Regions from separate parts of the Mus musculus genome. Here region 2 is linked to region 1. Evidence: chromatin contacts called from public capture Hi-C data. All regions are on one chromosome and are shown on one strand. The core of a region is the stretch at or near the end of the contact, and the rest is flanking DNA. Distances in the headings are between cores, read along the strand shown.

What was found. Capture Hi-C pulls out chosen DNA fragments and counts their contacts.
Region 2: a capture Hi-C map of bone marrow-derived macrophages shows a contact between it and region 1, with 6 times the contacts expected there. The contact joins two enhancer-like sites. A contact is called at or near these places in 2 of 484 Hi-C or Micro-C datasets (bone marrow-derived macrophages and macrophages), 1 of 115 datasets of contacts at active chromatin or transcription factors (bone marrow-derived macrophages) and 1 of 9 other capture datasets (bone marrow-derived macrophages).

The regions. Positions count from the first base shown.
Region 1 is chr14:10,129,540-10,136,122 of GRCm38.p6, reverse strand. The region is part of intron 2 of Fhit (fragile histidine triad gene); the gene reads left to right. Among named protein-coding and RNA genes, the nearest start is that of Fhit, 320 kb to the left of the region's middle. Within about 2 kb of position 2,057, at least 13 of the 459 cell types and tissues checked have an H3K27ac peak or open chromatin away from gene starts, as enhancers often do. A contact at or near this core is called in bone marrow-derived macrophages and macrophages, where this site is marked.
Region 2 is chr14:10,426,143-10,432,679 of GRCm38.p6, reverse strand. The region is part of intron 1 of Fhit (fragile histidine triad gene); the gene reads left to right. Among named protein-coding and RNA genes, the nearest start is that of Fhit, 24 kb to the left of the region's middle. Within about 2 kb of position 2,554, at least 78 of the 459 cell types and tissues checked have an H3K27ac peak or open chromatin away from gene starts, as enhancers often do. A contact at or near this core is called in bone marrow-derived macrophages and macrophages, where this site is marked.

The sequences.
Region 1 (6,583 bases), core at 808-3,307:
AATGTACAACCATTAGTTATGCATCTCCCCGTAATAGGATCAGTAGAGCTTGAAGGTTGCAAACACATGAGAATGATATTATTTTGATCAATAGAAGTAGCAATTGCCTGATGTCATCTGTATACATTAGTTAATGATAACATTACATCTCATAAACTTGTTTAGATATTGTACATCAATTGAAAATAAAAATTAAAGGAAGAAGCTGGAGAGCAGGGTGTATAACTTCTTGGACTTGGTGGGAAGCCTAGTGGCCCTACATTTAGCTTTGCTTTAGATTGGGATTTTGTAAACTAAGAATATAAACTACAAAGGATTCAGGAAGGAATTGGTTTTATCTTTGTCACCCAACAAATGAGTGGCCTGGCACCCCAGTGTGGGAGAACCACTGGAGGTTGTCAAGTGAGACCATCAGGTAAGAACCCAGCTTGGCCTAAACAAGTGTCAAAAGCATATAGCCCCTGCAGGGGGCACTCTTTCAGTCTTGGTGCTGATTGTCACTTGAGTACTTGTACTTTAGAGTAACACTCTAAAACTCAGTTAGTTTACCAATCTAGAAAGGAGAAAAGAGTTTTTATGCATTTCTTAGTAATGTTATAAAGATTAAACTGAGCTACACATCCAGTGTTCTGAGATGTGTCTGACACTAAATTAATTTAAGAAAGTCATAAACAAGGTCCTTTTTGTTTGCTTCTTGGAGGTAAGGGGCAGTTGCAGTTAAGTACACATATGTGCAAGTGTGTGGAGGATGGAGGACAACCTTTGGGTCATTCCTTGGGTGCCAGCTACCTTTTGTTTGAAACAACATCACTGGCCTGAAACATGGGTGTTATCCTGGGATACCTGGTCATCAGTTTGTAGGGATCACCTGTCCCTTCCTCTCCAGTGTGGGGTTCAAGCACATTGCTAATTGCCCAGCTTAGTTTCATGTGGGCTTTGGAGAGTCCACTCAAGTCTCAGGCTTGCAAACCAAGACCTTTGCAAAATGAGCTCTCTCCGCAGCCCTACTGTTTTCCTAACAGGTTTTGTATGTTTCTGAGATGCAGCATGATGTCTGTCATCAGGCAGAAGGCGGAGAAGGTGTTTTAATGGAACAAACTAATGTGACAGAAGGTACTGAATCACAGATTCAATTACTTATTGATTTTCATTTTAGAAATTAACAGTGGGACTTTCTAAAAAGTAAAAACAGTATCCAGGGTCCCCAGGTCTTTTTTTGTAAAGATGAGCATGTAACCTCTAAACAGAGTAAAAAGATCCCAGCAACTATTGGTGTTCAACATTCTGAGGAAAGCCACATCCTAGGTAGAAGGATGATCAAGGAAGAAATCAGGAAGGTGAAATCTGTTGTCTAGATTAGGAGAATTATAGCTCAGGATGGGTAAGACAGGATGCAGTCGGTTCTAACTAAGATTGAAATGCTACGTGAAGGTTCTAGAATATTCGAATAACAATCAGAGGCTTTAGAACAAAGACTAATTAGAAGATACACATGTGAAATAATAATTTTCAGTAGTAGGTAAAGTCATGACTCATGGAGATGTACAAGCCAACCTTTGTTAAAATTGTTTAATTCTGAAGGAGATGGTAGAGGTTATAACTAGTCTGAGAAAATTCAAACTACAAACTTGTTTATAGGCTAGAAATAAAGTTACTTTGAAATCATGTGAAAGTAAACCAGCTTTTCTACAGCTGGATGGGAGGAACCTAACCAAGCTTCACAGTAACAAGAAGTAATTTGTGTGCCTAAGATTCCTCATGCCTATCAGTTACCTATAATTATAGAATAACAAAGTGCCTTAAAGACAATGCTTTGTGTGTGTGTGTGTGTGTGTGTGTGTGTGTGTGTGTGCGCGCGCGCAGCTAGACAAGAGTTATATTTTAGTGTATTCTCAAGAAGGTGGATGCTTGAATGGAAGGGTAAAAGTAGAGAACAATTAGCGAATCATTGATAGCTTCACCAGTCAGTGGGGCAATGTCGAAAGGGGTGTGGCTAGGGCAATGTTAGCACTGACCAAGGCAGTTACTGCAACCAGACAGAATGATTAAAGTGATCGGTTGGAGGAAGTAGAAATTGAAAAAGGAACTGGGTCAGGAATAACATGCTTCATAGTTGCCGGCCCCGGGCCTTTCTATTTTGTGTCAACGAGACTGTTGCTTTTCTCCACAGTGTGCTCATCTACCAAAGCAGCATAACAATAAAACCTCTCTCTCTTCAGTGTCAGGGGAGCAAAACAAGGTGATACATGATCTTGGTCAGTGTGGATGTCTTAAGACAGAATGCCCTAAGTTAAGTAACTTAAAAAAAACAGAATTTATGATCGAGTTCTAAAAGGCTGCAGGGCCTTCAGAGGAAGGTTTGAGAAAGAAAAGGTACATTTGCTGTGGCCGGAGGCACCCAGAGAGCTTCGTGTTGATAGTATCAAAACCACGGGGTACAAGATACCTGATGCTTCCTCAAAATTAAAGCAAAAGAAAGCTTTAAAACAAAACAAAACAACCAAACCAAAACAAACCCCCACCTGCTCTGAGAATTTGCTGATTCACTTATTAATGGCTGACTTGGCTGAGGCTTCAGATGGGCAATTAGGAGAGCTCTTAGGAAAAATCTGAGTCAAGAAGGCTGTGAAAGGGACATGCATTGGGAAACTCAGAGCGTTAGATTGTCCCACACAGGTGGCAGGGGTGGGTCATTTCTTCAGATCCAGGCAGACTTTCTGTCAGAAGTCACGAGGCCATGTGTTAGAGGACAACTCCGTTAATAAGGTAATGTGTTTTTATTCCAAGGGTCAACCTATCTCACAGACAGTATCTGAGATAAGCCAGGCCTTTAAGGTGAGCATCTCGTATAGACCCATGTCATTTGTCAACCAGTGTGTAATGGTCACCTACAGACCACAGGTTGAGTTCCTAGCTCCCCATATATTTTGTTAAATATGATTTCACAAACAAAATTTCAATTGGAGATTAACTTTGAAAATTAGGCTGTTCTGGCTGTCTGGATTCTGCACAGAGTGCCTGGAAGCAGCCAGTGAGAGGCTAAGTTCTCCACCTCTAGTCTGTGACTGCTCTTTCTGCCTATCAGAGCTTCTTGCCATGCCAGGTATCCTGGGTAGAAGTTCACTTTACCCACACAAAATCCCTGCCACACCCTGTGTCCATCTGCCTGCCAAGCACCACTCTAACCCACAGGGCCTATCTAATCATGGAGTTATCTCTGTGCTCTGATGCTTCTGTCCTGGAATACCCTCTCATGTATCCCCACATCTCCTAATACTCATCTAGGTGAGCTGGAGTTGTCTACACTTTGGCAAGAACTAAAACCAAATGCATCCTATCTTTTAAATGCATTCACATTATGGAAAAGTTAGACAGGAGAAGAAATCTCAGGACCCTTTGTTCTTAACCTAAAAATCACAAGAAAATGTTATTATAATTCTGCCATCTGTTCAAGTTTTTAAAGCCATTTTGGTAAACTTAAAGCTAATGCAAAATACATGCCTTAGCACTAATTAACTGAAAATATCTGTTTCATTCTTCTTAGATAATCAAAAAAGATGTCAAGGACAGGATTTCTTAAGGAAAATCTAATTTGTGGCACTGAGGCCTTTAAACCACCCTTGTTATATGCTCATGAGTACAGCCCTAAGAATAACAAGAAGTCACATCAAATATCTCATCAGCAAAATCCACACAATACAGGCTTTCGACATTTACAACTGTAATTTAGATTCCTATTTCCACTTAAAGATTACTCTGTTTTCTGGCAGATAGAAGGTTTTTGTATTGATTCTTGAGGGGAGAGGAGTAGATTGGAATGGAGGGCTGTGGTACATGGGAAGTATCCATAAGGCCAATATTGATTTCACGTCGGAGTCCAAATACCACATGACTCCTCTTGAAGCCTAACTAATTGAAATTGATACCATTTGAGTATGTTCATATTACATATCACTGGGAATGGCTTTTCAGACTCATTCTGTCATATTCTGTTACAACAATGGCACAAATCTGCTCTCAATGGTTTGTTTGTTTGCTTGGTTTTCTAACCCAATACTCCTGGCATTTAGACTTAGGCCAAGTATTCTTTTGAAAACATTTCCCTCCCCGTTCCTGTGTGTTATCAATATAACATGTTAGCTTAGAAGGACATCATTTTGCTTAGAAGGCCACTTAAAATCTGCATTATTTCTTCATTGTCTGCTACATAAAACATCAAGTCTTGAGGATCTTTGCCTCCCTACTTTCTAGTTACATATTCTAGTATCCAGTGCATTATGAGCTCTCTGCATTATGGAAATTTTATTTTATTTTTTTCCTTTAAGACTCTGAATATGCTTCTCACAGGTGTGAGTTGTCACTGTGTGGGGCTCAAATCCTCTTTTCTGGAATGGATTAGACATCCTGCCAAGACAAGGGTGGCAAATAATTAATGATAACAGGCATGTGTGTATGTGTGTGTGTGTATGTGTGTGTATGTGTGTACTCACATGTGCGCATTTGTGCATGGGTGGGTTAGTGTATGTGTGTATACGTGTGTGTGTGTGTGTGTGTGTGTGTGTGTGTGTGTGTGTATGTATGTATGTATATTTATGAGTTGTGGTATGTGTGTTGTGCTGCACAGGAAAAATAGATGTAGCAATTGTGCAACACTGGTTGAAGGTATGCATGCTTTTCCTGTTCCATCTTATAACTTACTGTGATCTCAAACTTTAAGAAAATAAATAAATTAGAAAATAAAGAAGTATTGGAGACCAGAGTCATCCCAAGGGAACTTTGAACAGTGTGTGGATCCATATGATTGGGATGTATTTTAGCATTGGTGACTGTCATGGATTCTATGAAGGTTGTAGGAAAGGAAAACATTGTGTGTGTGTGTGTGTGTGTGTGTGTGTGTGTGCGTGCGCGTGCCTGCCTATCTGTCTTTCTGTCTGTCTGTCTGTCTGTCTGTCTGTCTGCTTTGAGAAAGGGCATACTGGGTGCTATGCGTGCTTTTTGCACAGTATTTATCTTCACGGAGAAAGCTTCAGACTTCCCACTAGTTGTAGGTATATGCCACATGTTAGAGAGTTTACCTGGGTCACCTGCCTTTTCTTTATTTTGGGAGTTCACAGAATTAGGGAGCCATATGACAAAGTCAGCAACTGTGAAACAGAGAGAAGTCTCTGAATTCTGTTCTTATTTACGTTTCCCCATTCCATTTCTAATTTTGATTCTCTAGAAGTAATTACTATCACATACTTAAGTGTCATAGTTTTAGAGATTATTGCAACCAATCAGAACTCTGTGAAAAGTCGCAATCTCTGTCTCCTTGAAGACAATTCCATACACTTGTTCAAAGCAGCTCTTAACCATTAGGAGTGGCTAAAATGTGTCAGCTACATACTTTCTTCAGTTTATAATAGGTATTCAGAGTCCCGTACCATCTTCCTCTCTAACTTTTCTTGATGTTACAATGCCCATGAAAGACTTCATTACAAACCAATTTGTGTTTATCATAATCAGCCTTTCTGGCCATATGCATCTTAATGGCTTTCAAATGAAAATCTGGATTTGAAAGCAAATGTACTTATTGAAATTGCAGCATCTTGTTTTCTCTGCTCGTCGTCACATGGTCATGACTGGATATGCCATGAGGCCACAGTGTCTGTCTTTGACTCACAAACACCATGTCTCAGGGGCAGCCTGGCTTCTGGAATGAAGATATCCACAACTATTTCATTTCTGCTCTAATGAAACTTTAAAGCTTTATAGAGATGAACTTGTAAATCTATGTAGGGCTCCTTAGGAAGTAGAAGTAAATGCTAGTAGACTTCTTGAAAACTTCTGTCTTTTATTCCCCACATTAAGGCATTACCATCATTTTGGATATTTGTATAATAATAGGTTCCTATGGTTTGGCTCATTATTATATTGTACCAAGTGTCTTATACAGCATCTTATCCATTAGAACTATTCAAAGACTATTTTAGGGGAACACATTAATATGCTCCTATTCAATTTTTGTCACATAGCTGATGAATGAATTAGATCCCATGAAAATAAACACCTGGCACATTTATTATACTTGAATAAAATTCTGTTCTTTTGATTCTATTTGGTTACTTTTTGAATATTTCCCAGACTTGGTAGGAATGTTGGGAGCCCTGGAATCAACTCAGGGTGTTCCTGCCCTGTATCAATGTGTGACCACAGCAAAATGGCTTCATTAGTGTCACTGTGTCATTGTATGTTGCAATAGCATTGCCCAATACGTACTTATTAGAGGAAGAATTAGCAGGGCTTTAGAATCCAAGCCAGACATCAGTCGGCAGAAACAGGAAGGCAAAGAAGTGTGTGTGCCATATAGAAGAAACGACAAAAGTGCTGTGGACTGTCCTCAGTCGGCCCCTCCTCAGGAGAACTTGAAAGAACCTAGTGGGGAACCCCCCCACTAAACTCCCAATTCGGTGTGCACCCAAGAATCATGAACAGAGCACAACACCTTGATGTAACAACACGAGGTAGTTTAATGGCAGAGCTCCGGGTCAAAACGTATATCACACAGGAGACAGTGGATTCGACCCTGAGACTCAAAAACTCA
Region 2 (6,537 bases), core at 1,305-3,804, 300 kb before region 1:
GATTGCTCTGGCTAGGACATTTTGAAGAAGTCATTCCCTCTATATTGAATTTGGAAGTAATGACAATTTGTATAACAGATTTAGCGTATTAGAGAATGTCCAATATTGACAGAAGTTATATGGAAATGAGCCATCTCCCCTACACGACTGTTGACTACAACACATTACAAAACATGTCCTGAGAACTATTTAGCCACTGGTTTCAATAGCCTTGCAAGTTTAATATCTTCTGAACATGGTAATCTTTAAATCTAGGAATTGTTCTAAGTGGCAATCAGAAGGGTGTATGAGGGCAGGTGTGCAAAGTGCTGCTTCCATCCGGCCTCCCAGAGCTTTAAGGATATGTCTAATGTAAACCTTTAAAGGCTGGAAGCAGGAAGTAAGCACCAGCTGCTGTTCCTGTTATTCGGATGCTGGGTTTTAACTGACACATGGCACAAGAGAGGTAGCATCATCTACGCAGTACCGGGCCAAATTTTATTTTCTCTTTACTGACTAGATGCCATTCTATGATAATAACAGTACTACGTTTCTTACCAGTATTAAATTTTGTATTAATTAACAACTATCTCTTGGCCATTAAAAAACATCCATGGCTATTTTTTGCTGGGATAAAAAGGTAGCGGTTAACCAAATACTTATTAGGTCCTTAAGAAGTTCTATGGGAGGAAATTATTGGTGCCCTGTATCACAGAGGCAAACAGGCAAAGGAACATGCCACATTCATATGATCAATTGAAAAAGAAAACAGATATTGTACCCAAGTCTGTCTAACCCTTATGGAAGTTCTGTTGGAGTTAGGGTGTGACAGAGCCTAAGAATCTGGTTGTCTTGAAAGCTTTCAAGTTGATTTAAATCAGCTTGGCTTTATAGCTAGCACTCTAGGGGAGTTCTTTCTACACGTTAAAGTGTATCTCTGCTGTGCTGCACAATATGCATTGTTTGTATCTCTCAGGTGAAGCACATGTTCCTAGTCAGCAGGCTAGAGCTGGAATGGCTAACCTGCTTGCAGAAACATAGCATCTTTGCATTGGCCTTGGAGAAATTTTTTGCTGTATGGACTAGGGAGGTATTAACTATGAAGTGGGACCCAGCGGCTTCTTGGTAGTCAGTGGTATAGAATTTCTCATCTTTATGGGTTTGGTCGTGTGGTTACTGGAAGTCCTGAGGTTCCAAGTATGGGTCATGGATTTTGGAGGATCTAAATAAAAATTAAAAAGTCAGTTCATAGTAGTCTGTGCTTGAAGAGGCAATGTGGAATTAATAGACATAGGCTTATATTCTGAATCCTCTGTTGAATTTCTTAGGATGAGTATTGCTCATGCCTTCAATACTAAGGGATGCCCCCAAAGTGAGTTATCTATAATTTAACTTCTTAAATTAGGGTCTCAAGTTTATAGAATCCTTAAATCTTACACTTTATAAAGATCCATGAGACCACTGAAGTTCAGTGCTCATTTGAGTAGGCCACTTGCATTCTGGACATGCTCAGTGTCTCTAAAGTGCGACTGCTGGATCTAAGTGATCTCACAAGCCCCTTTCCACCCAGAAATTCTAGAGTTAGCTATTCTTTCTTGGAACAAGATTTGAAGCATTTGGCAGTTTAGTGAGACATTAGCATAACATTTAAAAGCAAACCAGGGATAAACCTGGCCGACCATGGAATGATCTGTCACTGTTCGATCTGGCCATTGAACCTTATTCTATGAACCCTATAGCTCAACTATTCCTATCAGCAACAAAACCAAGCAGCTGTGCTGAGTCACAGACTTATTCATATAAGGCACAGAAATCTCTGTGCTAGTTCCTTTCTATTTGGTTAACTTTGAAGAGGAAGTTCTTAAACTCATGTCCTCTTCCTAGCTTCCAAGAGTGACGAGGAGCTAGGGTGTTAGCAGATGGACAGAGGACACATGTAGGTCATAGGAGGGAGGTAGAGAGATGATACTTTTCATGAATGGAAATTTGGGAGATGTAGGAAATTCCAGAACCTTACAGTTTTGGTTAAAAGCAAAAGCAGTTACTGCCACAGAATATCAAGAAGAAGAAAGAAAGCTTACATATATAAGAGCGTGGTTTTGGTTATCATACCTACTTCCTCTTTTCTTTATAACAGGAGGGAACACCAAGTTCTTTACTGACTGACATCTATTAATAAATATAATTCAGGAGCATGACCCTTTGAGTGAGTCCCATAACTAAGTCCTTGATTTTCTGAATTCCAGAAATCATTATCTCCATGTTGGCTAAGAAATAGGTTTTTCTGGATATGATTTTCATTTGGAATTTTAACAGAGTACATCTAACGTTCATGTTTGGTAGAAATGATTCAGCAGTTTTACTTTGGGCTAAAATAAAATTGCTTTTGCCATGTTCATATGAGAGTAAAATATTTAATATTTATCTCCTTCTTGCAGACAATTTCAGATCCTGGATGCCTGCATCTTCCCATCACACTGCTGATTCTTACTGTGGAACCAGAGTAGACCACATACATACTTGTTTTCTCTTTACAGTCTCTGGAATAGTTCTCTTTTTCAGTGAAATTAAAATTTGGGGAAATAAGTCTATTAGCTATGCAATTTGTACAATTACCAGAGAGACAGTATTAGACCACTGTAGAGGAAGAAAGGAAGTTGAAAATTATTACTATTTTGGCTGCCTATGCCATGTACTAGACAATGATGAATGCTTAATGTATGTCAGCGTCTCTCGGTTTTAGATGTGATCCGAAGGTGAGAAGTTCATGCCATTGCAGAGGGTCAGAGAGGGGATGGCACAGCTAAATCAGGTAGAGAATTCTTAACTCTGGCTCCATTTCTTCCTCCAGAAAGAGAGTGCTTAGAGTTATGTCTATCATCAAAGGAGAAGAAGAATTAGTGAAGAGATCAGAGGGCATCCGTGTTATAAATTGTTTGCAGACTAGACGAATGTAAAAATATGTAATAGAACTATATGAGTTTATTGGCAAGAGTGGAATGTTAGAAGGAAGGAAATTCACGGCAGGGTAGCCAGGATACAGGGGAAACACTGGATATAAGTAAGCCTTAAGAGCTGAGTGAATGAATGAATGAATAACCAGTGCATCTCAGTTTTCTCATCTCAAAGAACATCAGGATGAAACAGATATGAGGAAACTCAGATGGACCATTGAGAAAAACAGAATGAATAGAACTATCAGAATCTTTGAAAAGCTGAAGTGTTACCATGTGCCAAAGAGTATCTGAAGATAAACCAAACATCTAAAGAATGTGATGGAAACCAACGACCTCACACACACTTTATGAGATATAAAACTATCAGAAATGGTAGTTCAGTCACGCCTACCCACTGAAAGGATCTTCAGCATATGTCCTTACTTAGAAGACTCTGTAGATATGATTGCTTCATGATGCAAGTTAGGCTGGACCCTAAATATACCACCTTCTCTCATTAATGCTGTTAATAGTGTGTGTGCAGATACATGGACATGTGTGTGCACTTGTGTGTAGAAGCAAGGGGTCTTTCTGAGGTATTGTCCTCAGGAGTTATCCATCTTGTGTTCTGAGAAAGAGTCTCACTGAAAGCTTTAGGCAACAAGAAGTTTGCCAACTGAGATATCTCCTTTGTATTGCTCTCAGTTTGTATTAGTATAAGATGTGAAGACATACATAAAAGGCCTCATCAAGATGGAGTATCTGGGGAGACTGAGTCTGGAGTGATGAAATTTCCATGCCAGGGAGCATGGGGGGTTGTTGTAAGCCAACAGACACTAGGAAGAGACAGAAATCCTGTTTTAGAGACTTGAGAAGAGGATAGCCTTTGGCTTTGGGATAATTTATATGGTAATGGAAGGATATTAATATATAGTCTTATGCTTAGGCCCTTATGCAGACCTTATTTTGAGATTTGAAACCAGAACATCCTGTGTTAAAAAGTAATCTGCATGCCAGCCAATTATCTTCTACAGTTGTGTGAGGATACAATGAAGCCAAGGTCAGAAGTTTTGAAACAGTCAAACTTAGAGTTTAGACTGTTATTACAGACTGCTTATTTAAGTGAAAGGGTTAACTAAATATATTATTATGAATAGAATTTCACAGCATATACATGTAGACCCTTTCTAAAATTAATTTTAGAAACTAGAGTATAACAAAAATAAATAAGGAAATCTAGGAGGAAGATTACAAAATGATAAGTAGAGAATTTAGATTCTTTTAATCAATTAGTAATGACAACTTTTGATTCTAGGGAATCCATATTCAGGAAACTTCTCCACTAAGCAGATTTTTAAAGACCTGTGATGGTTTGTATTGCTTGGCCTAGAGAGTGGCACTTTAAGAAGGCGTAGCTTTGTTAGAGTAGGTGTGTTGCTGTGGGCATGGGCTTTAATACTTTAGTCCTAGCTGCCTGGAAGCCAGTCTTCTAGCAGCCTTCAGAAGAAGATGTAGAACTCTTATCTCCTCCTGCACCATGCCTTCCTGGATGCTGCCATGCTCCAACCTTGATGGTAATAGACTGAACCTCTGAACCTATAAGCCAGCCCTAATTAAATGTTGCTCTTATAAAAATTGTCCTGGGTATGGTGTCTGCTCACAGCAGTAAAACTCTAACCAAGTCAAGACAGTGTAAGGTACATGGGTGTTCCATTAGAGGGATAACTGAATTTTGAAGAAAATTGTGCACCAATAACCAGAGGAGGCTCAGGTTAAAGAGGCAGCGATATTGGAAGCCATTGCTTCACAGTATGAGGAAGAGGGTGTTTCACCCGTGAACATGCAGTATATTGATAAGATGGAAAATTGAGCAGTGACATTGAAAAAATAATGCAATTATTTGAAATTATAGGCCATGTCATTTGAACATGTCCAAAATTCAAACATGAGAAAGGTAGAGTGTAGTATCTGAAAGACAACAGCAGGAGTAAGGGTGAGCTAAGGGTATTGTAGAGAAAGCTCAATAGAGTACGTGATGAGGACCTGAGTGCAATTCACAGAATCCATGGACAGGTTGGATACACCTTATTATCCCAGTGATGAGGAGTAGAGATAACACATCCTGCAGGTTCACTCATCTCCCAGCCTCACCTAATCAGAAAGGCAGAGATCTTACCTTAATTGAGATAGGCATGAGGGAAGAAAAAAAGAGAGCCAAACCTAATGACAACATTGGATAATGACACCAAATGTAAAGAGTGAGTGGCAGAACCATAGGGGTTAAATTTACCAGGCATCTTGGCTAAGGGAGAGAAAACAAGATGCTAGCTGGGGTGCATGATTTCTTTATCTTACAAGCATCTAAAAAGGGTCCAGGCTGAAGATGGGATGATGAAAAAAAAGTCCATTTTTGTGAAATATGAGCAAAGCAATAAATAGTGAGATAAGTCAGAATGTAGATGCATGAGTATATAACATTGTGATGTACAAAACTGGAAGTTATGGCTTTTGCCATTGATTTGACAACTATAGTTAGAGATTTAGCTCAGTTCTACTAGGAACTAATGAAGCAGAGATGAAAAGCAGAGGCAAAGATTTGGACAACAATGAATTCAAGATTGAATTCTATAATGTTGATATATTGAATATATTATAGATTAAAACATATATTGAAATACAAACACGCACATACAGCTGAATGAGAACAGAATGCATTTTGTTTTACAGTGTTTGAGTTAGGGATATGGTTCCTCTGTATTGTTTCAGGAAGAAACCTCAAATGCAAAAACTGGCACAAAGGTTTTCTTCTCCATGGCTTGGTAAATTAGACCTATTAACAGGCAGATAGCAGAAACATCCGAAGTGTTTAGAAACTAAAAGGCACACTATGAAATAACCCTCAAGTTAAATAGAAGTCATGACAAGGACCAAGGTTTCTGGGAACTGAGAAATAACAAAAACCCTAGAAAAGATACAGCTAATGGGCATCTTTGATAGCAACATGTAGCTGAAGCTACTGAAGAGAACCAGCATACAATCTGTGTTTGCCTCCACTAAGTTAACTTGAAGAAAGAGGAGAGATGAAGAACTTTTAAGCAAGAAACAAAACTATAGAAAATGAATAATGGGGCCAAATTAATAAAACCTGAAGAACCTTTGTTGATTCTTTAAAAAAAAATAAGTTACAGATAAACCTTGAATGATGGGTTAAAAAATATTCACAGTTTGATAAAATCCAAAACAGTGATTATTAATCATATTCTTAACCCATTATATTATTACTTTATGAGTAAAATTAAAATTGGTACAATTTTATGGTAGAAATTAGTACAAGAAAAAAGTCACTTAGGTAAGCAGAGACTTTCAATCGTTATGGTGATTGTCAAACTTGCTCCTGCAGTAGGAAAGGGCACAGCTTGACAGAGCTCTGCTGACCTCTAAAGCACTGGTTCTGAACCTTCCAATAACACTGCAGCCCCTTAATAACGCCCGTCATGTCATAGTGACCCCCAACCATAAATTATTTCATTGATACTATAAAAGTGAAATGTTGTTAATATTATGAATCATAATGCAAATATCTATATGCTATGACACCTATAAAAGGGCCATGGCCCACAGG